Linked DNA regions of Sus scrofa: region 2 is linked to region 1. The links are chromatin contacts, called in public Hi-C maps. All regions are on one chromosome and are shown on one strand. Each heading gives the region's core, a stretch centred on a gene start, on an enhancer-like site or on the middle of the called end of the contact. The rest is flanking DNA. Distances are from core to core; before and after follow the strand shown.

What was found. A called contact is a pair of places that touch in the nucleus more often than the background predicts.
Region 2: a Hi-C map of heart right ventricle shows a contact between it and region 1, with 9 times the contacts expected there. The contact joins two enhancer-like sites. A contact is called at or near these places in 2 of 47 Hi-C or Micro-C datasets (epiblast stem cells and heart right ventricle).

Annotation. Positions count from the first base shown.
Region 1 is chr3:118,327,011-118,330,033 of Sscrofa11.1, forward strand. No RefSeq gene overlaps it. Among named protein-coding and RNA genes, the nearest start is that of OSR1, 40 kb to the right of the region's middle. Within about 2 kb of position 1,556, at least 6 of the 83 cell types and tissues checked have an H3K27ac peak or open chromatin away from gene starts, as enhancers often do.
Region 2 is chr3:118,445,709-118,448,731 of Sscrofa11.1, forward strand. The region is part of intron 2 of OSR1 (protein odd-skipped-related 1); the gene reads left to right. Among named protein-coding and RNA genes, the nearest start is that of OSR1, 79 kb to the left of the region's middle. Within about 2 kb of position 1,418, at least 16 of the 83 cell types and tissues checked have an H3K27ac peak or open chromatin away from gene starts, as enhancers often do.

The DNA.
Region 1 (3,023 bases), core at 306-2,805:
GTGGTGGGTAGGCATTTAGTCTGCGATCTTAGTGGCCAAGGGAAACAGGGAAATCTGACCACTAACAGTCTAACCAACTTTGTAGCGTTTTATATCTAAACATATTATGGGATGTTGTATGTGTAACAGCACCTAGAAGATACTTGGGAAAAGCCTTATACACAAATGGGACAGTTTGTTGAATATTAGACAACTTTCTGGCCCTAAATAAATCAAAGGGTTTCACATGGCTCTTCCCTTTTTTTTTTTTTTTCCTTTTTTTTTCAGGGTCACACGTGAGACATATGGAAGTTCCCAGGCTAGGGGTCAAATAGGAGCTATAGCTGCTGGCCTACACCACAGCCATAGCAACGCGGCATCCAAGCCGAATCTGCAGCCTACACTGCAGTTCCTGGCAGCGCTGGATGCTTAACCCACTGAGCAAGGCCAGGGATTGAACCCACTTCCTCATGCATCCTAATCAGGTTTGTTACCACTGAGCCACCGCAGGAACTCACATGGCTCTTTCTTATCTCAGTTCTCAATGTGAGCAGAGGGCACAGTGACAGTGTTCAATTCAGGAAAACTTAAGGGGAGTTGATGGAGAAGGTGAGAGTCAAGCAAAGCAACCTAGATAGCAGCTCTTGATCGCCTGGCCTAAGCCACTGTGAACACTCTCTAGCCTGAGTGCCTATCCTGTAGTCAGTCCTTCAGGAAACATTTCTCTTGTCTTGAGGCCTCTTTGAGTAAAAATCATATAGGAGGGATATTAGTTATATTTTCTGGCGAGGTCCTAGAGCAGCGTCAGATCTGGCTCTTAGCCTCCAGAAGCTTCCACTCTATCAATGGAGCAAGAATTATCAACAAAGTACCATAGCATAGGATGAGTTAAACGCGGGCCCCCAGCAAGAGTGGCAGCTCTCCTAAGTGATGGCTGAATCAGGTCCCAGGAAGGATATAGTTGGTCGCAGGGGCCTGTACCTTGGCCGTAGTGTCTGGCTGGCTGGGATCAGTGTCTCTGAATAGCCTCATATCCAAGGGCCATGGGAGAGGCCTGGAGGAAGGACATGCTGGGTGAAGTCAAGCCACAGTGTCCACCAGCTGGCTGTGCCCAGGCAGCCCTGGTGCTCCCAGTGAGCTCAGCGAGAGGAACCCCAGCCAGGGCTGGACGAAGCCTGTGAACTGATGACCCAAAGGCTGGAATGTTTGCAAGAGTCTATTTTTGTTTCAGATAAAACTGGAAATGGGGCCACTTGGGGAGCCAACCTCCCAGAGATTAATAGTGAAGGAGTGAGCTGAGGCTCACCGGGGAAGTATGTGGCGCTCTGAGCTCACCGATATATTTCCTTGCAAAACAAGGCTCGCCACGGACGACGGGAAAGAAGGAAAAACCTAGCCTGGGCCGAGGCAGGATCTGTAGAAACCAGACCCCTTCCATCCCTCTGTCTGCGTTTGTCCATCCTTCACAGAGCACCCGGCTGGTGTCCCATCTGCTCCTGGTGAGGAGGGTGGGGCAGCGGAAGGAAGAGGCCCTGCTCTCCAGTCCAGAGAAAACGTACCAGCAGAACACAATTGAGGAAAGTGTCCAGCCCTTTTCAGAAGTGGCTTAGAGTTCAAGGTCCTAGGGTTTCCTTGGGTCGTTAACCCACCAGTTAATGAAAAACCATGTTTCCCCCTCAGAAGCCTTTTCTTGGTCAATCCAAGAGCAGTTGATGGTGAGATTCAGGTGCTCGGCCCTGGGCTCAGTTTGGGCCGTCAGGGTGTGTGGGGATGGGAGAATTAGAGCTGTGATCCTGGAAGCAGAAACCCAGGCACTGTTAAATGGCCAGAGGACTGCCTGCTCTCCATCATGACCCAAACCAGGACATCGCCAGACCCGGCTGAGAGCTTCCCAGCTGATAAGTGGAGATCTGACTCCAGACTTCCCCACACCTGTGAGGGGCAATGCCTGCACCCTCTATCTCAGAGTCTAGGAATCGGGATGGTGGCGGATGTCCCTTCCAGATCAGCCATTCCCTCCCCAGCTCCCTTTCCTTCTTCCTTCCCTGTGGCTCCTCGGTCCTACACCTACCACCTGTCAAGCGACCTTGAAGCTTAGAGGTTTCAAGCAAAGAGGCCCGGACTTGGCTGGGAGATCTGGCGCCCCCTGCTGTGAATGCCGTGAATGCCAGGTCTGCCTTTCCCTCCAACAGCGGCCGGCTGGGCTCCGGATGTCTTTGGCTGATGGCCACATGGCTGTCTGTGTCGTGCTCACGCTCTTCTCCCTGAGCCTGTCCGAGAATCAGGACATCAGGAGACTCGGCTCTCAGTGGGACCTGGTAGCCCGAGGAACAGTATCTGCGGAGCGGGTCAGGGACTTGGCAGGGCGGGGAAGCGAGGGAGCCCCATGGGGAACGCCTCGCTGCACGAGTCCCTTCTGACTGCAACGGAGTGTGAGCTTGAAGTGTTTACTTTTCAGGAAGTAGGCAGTTTCGATCCTCAAAACCAGGACCAGTGTGAGAAGAGAGAGGTGTTTAGATTCTTACCCAGAGGTGCTTTTAGCCTGCGCGTACCTGTCCCTTTGTGGTGACTCACTGAGAAATAAACAGCAGGACACCCCTCCAGCCCTGCGCGCGTGTGCCCCCCCCCCATTTTTTTCAAGGCACTAATTGTGGTATCAACTTGGTATTAAGTGAGGTTGGTGCTTTGTCATCTTAAGTGGGTTTCCTGTATGTCACATCTCCTCTCGAGGAAATCAGACTGTATCTACTTAAAATTCTGCTTTGCACGTTCAAGTGTCTGTTGGAACAATGTTTACGCCATGGACAGAGGAGCTAGGATCAGCCACCAGGCTGTAAGCTCCTAACTCTTCTTGCAGTGACCATTCGCCCTTGCATTTCACAAACCCTGTGTGATCTCAGGCCGAATGGGGCTGGGCAGTAGACTGCAAAGATGAAATAGAGGCGATTCTGCCTTTGAGGTGCTCAGAGGCCCACAGTGGGTGAAATGTGGCATGTTTATAAAACACCCTGGCACCCAGGAGGCCCAAGGATGCTGCAAGGGAG
Region 2 (3,023 bases), core at 168-2,667, 120 kb after region 1:
GGCAGGGCGTGGTACTTAACTGATGGAGAGTTTGGCCTGGGGACTTCCCTCGGCCCCTGGGCTTACAGGACTCACCTCCCTCCTTCCAGCCCTCCTCGTGCCCTGCTTCCCTCTCTGTCACCAGGTGCCTGGCACTGCTGACTTCTCCCTGCCAGGCAGGAGACCTCAAGGCTGCCCTCCCTCCCTCCTCTGCTCGGCCTGGGAGGGCATCGTTTGGATCCATGGATGAATCCTTTCCTATCAGGACCATGTGTCAGGATCTTCCTGGGCTTTCCCAGAGGCCTTCTGAACTGAGTGCCCCCGGGTAGCGATTAATGAGCATGGGCTTTGGCTTGGATGGGGAGCTCTTCGAGTATCCCTTAAAATTTCCTTCTGTCTCATCCATTTATTCATCCAACGCTGTTTGAATTTCTATCTCAGGCCAGGCATTAAGAATACAGGTGGAGTTCCCCTTGTGGGTCAGCAGGTTAAGAACTTGATGAGTATCCATGAAGATGCAGGTTCGATCCCTGACCCTGCTCAGTGGGTTAAGGATCCAGCATTGCTATGAGCTGTGGTGTAGGTCACAGATGCATATCGGATCTGGCGCTGCTGGGCCTGTGGTGCAGGCTGGCAGCTGCAGCTCTGATTTGACCCCTAGCCTGGGAACTTCCATGTGCTGCAGGTACGGCCCTTAAAAAAAAAAAAGGGGGGGAATACAGGGATTAAAAAAAAAAACAAAAACCAACAACAACAAAAAACCAGTTCATACCCTCAAGGTGCTTATATTCTAGTAGGGTAGAGGGCCAGTAAACAGATAATTTTAAGACCATGTCATAAACATTATCCAGGAGGCTTTAGGAGCACAGAAGGATAACCTGTAACCCAGTCTTGGTGGGTTCACAAGTGATTCCCTATAGAAGTTACAGCTGAGGCTGGTAGTGAATTTCTCAGCCTTGGGCGGGAGGGCTCCTCCTCAAGTGCTGGAGAGAACCAGCCGGGTGGACCGGAACTCCGGGGGTGGACCAGGGCCCCCGGCTTGAGTTCGGGGGAAACAGGAGGGAGGGAATGAGGAAGCAGGAAGGGGAGGTGGATGCTGGGCTAAGTGCAGTTGCTGGCACTGGGGCCAGGGTCAGAAGGGGACAAGTGGCCTGCTGACTGGGCACTGAGCCTGTGCGCCTCCGCCCAGGCGCCTGGCCATCCTTCCTTCGCCCCAGGACGAGGCTGGGCTTCCAGAGGGGCCTAAGTGACCCGAGCTGGAACCAGAGGGCTGTGCGGCCTGGTGCCATCAGCCTGGGCTTTGTCATCGGCTCCGTGGCAGGGTCACATGGCAGAACGGCTTGTCCTGCCTCAGCAGGCACAGAACAGGGTGGTGGTGGTGTGAGCAGCTGACCTGCCTGCCCAGCTGCTCTCCACTCCCCTCCCTGGATCTGACCAAATGAGAGCAAACACAGCTGACTTTTAGACCAGCCTCGTGGGGCCTTGGTCTTGACCTGCCGAGGGCATTCCTGGGCCCTCTCCGCCACTCTCTTTAGCCAGACTGCTGTGTTTGTGCAAAAAGAGGCTGAGGTCATTGAAGATCCGGTGTGGTTACCCTGACTTCGTCTCTGGGGAATGTTCTGGAGGCACCGAGCCAGTGTGCTGTGTATCCCCTCAAGGCTCCATAGATGTCCAGGAGCTGCGGACCTTCAGGGCTTAGAAGCATCCCAGCCGACTCCCTTCCTGAAGGATCTGAACAGGGACAACGCCGGGAATCGCAGCTAGAATCCCTTGGGGGCGCCCTTTCAAATTCCACCCCTTAGTGACTCAGGTCAGCTCCTCCGGGTGTGTGCGCCTGCGTCAGGGCATAAAGACTGCACCTGACCAGGCTGTGCTGGAGCAGACACGTGGCTGGAAACCCTGGCGTCCGCATGCCCTGTCTCCCAGCCCCGCCTGGATTTCCTGCCACGCCTGGTATCCATTCTCGTGCTAAGAGAGCTCAATCTTTAGAGGGGGCACCTGCCTCCCATTAATTAATTTTTAGGGCTGCACCTGAGACATATGGAAGTTCCCAGGCAAGGGGGTCAAATCAGAGCTGCAACTGCCAGCTTATGTCACAGCCACAGCCACACCAGATGTGAGCCTCAGAGGGGGGAGCATACGCTTTGGCGTCAACCCCGGATTTTTCTCTCCCTTCTGCAGGTACACCCTTGTCAGTACACTCAGCACTCAGGGAATCATCTTCCCCATCTGAGAGGTGGAGATAACGATGTCCTGGGGATTCCAAGGAGTGAAAGAGCTTATCCTAAGGCCTGGCTCATCACTCAGTTTCTGTTCCTTTCCTTGGTCCTCGTGGGGCTCCAGAGAACCAGGCAGCTTCGCCGTCTGTGAGGTTGGGCTTCGGATGTGTAAAATCAGCTCTCATGTCCCCTCTGTTTCTTTACAACATGCGGAAGTGTCACCCGCTTTTATTAAACACACAGACTAAGCCGAGCAGGTGTGTGTGTCTGCTCCGGCTGCCATAGAAAACTACCTCCGACTGGGTGGCTTAAGCGATAGAAATTTATTTTCTCACGGTTCCAGATGCTAACGTCCAAGAGGAGGGTGTGGGCAGGCTGGGTTTCTTCTGGCCCTCTCTCCCTGGCTCATAGATGGCCATGTCCTCTCTACACCTTCACGTGGCTTCCCTCTGTACTATCTGTCCTAATTTCATTTCCTCCCCAGGACACCAGATCCCCAGGATCTCACTGGAAACGAATTACCTCTTCAAAACCCTGTCTCTATTTACAGTCACCTACAAAGGCACTCGTAGTTAAGATTTTAACCTGTGAATTCGGGGAGGGCCACACAATTCAGCCCTAACAAGACATCCCAGGAAAACCCAGATGTTCAAGAGAGTTGAGTAGAAGTGACAAGCCGAACACGGTCCGGATTTGTTTGTTCTTTGTCGTTTCCCCGTGGTCCTGTCCCAAGGTCCAGCTGGTGGAAGCTGTCCGCCTGGGCTGGGGCCAGGGCCAGGCCTGGGGCTCGGCCATGTGTGGGCAGCTCTGCCCTCTTGACTGCGT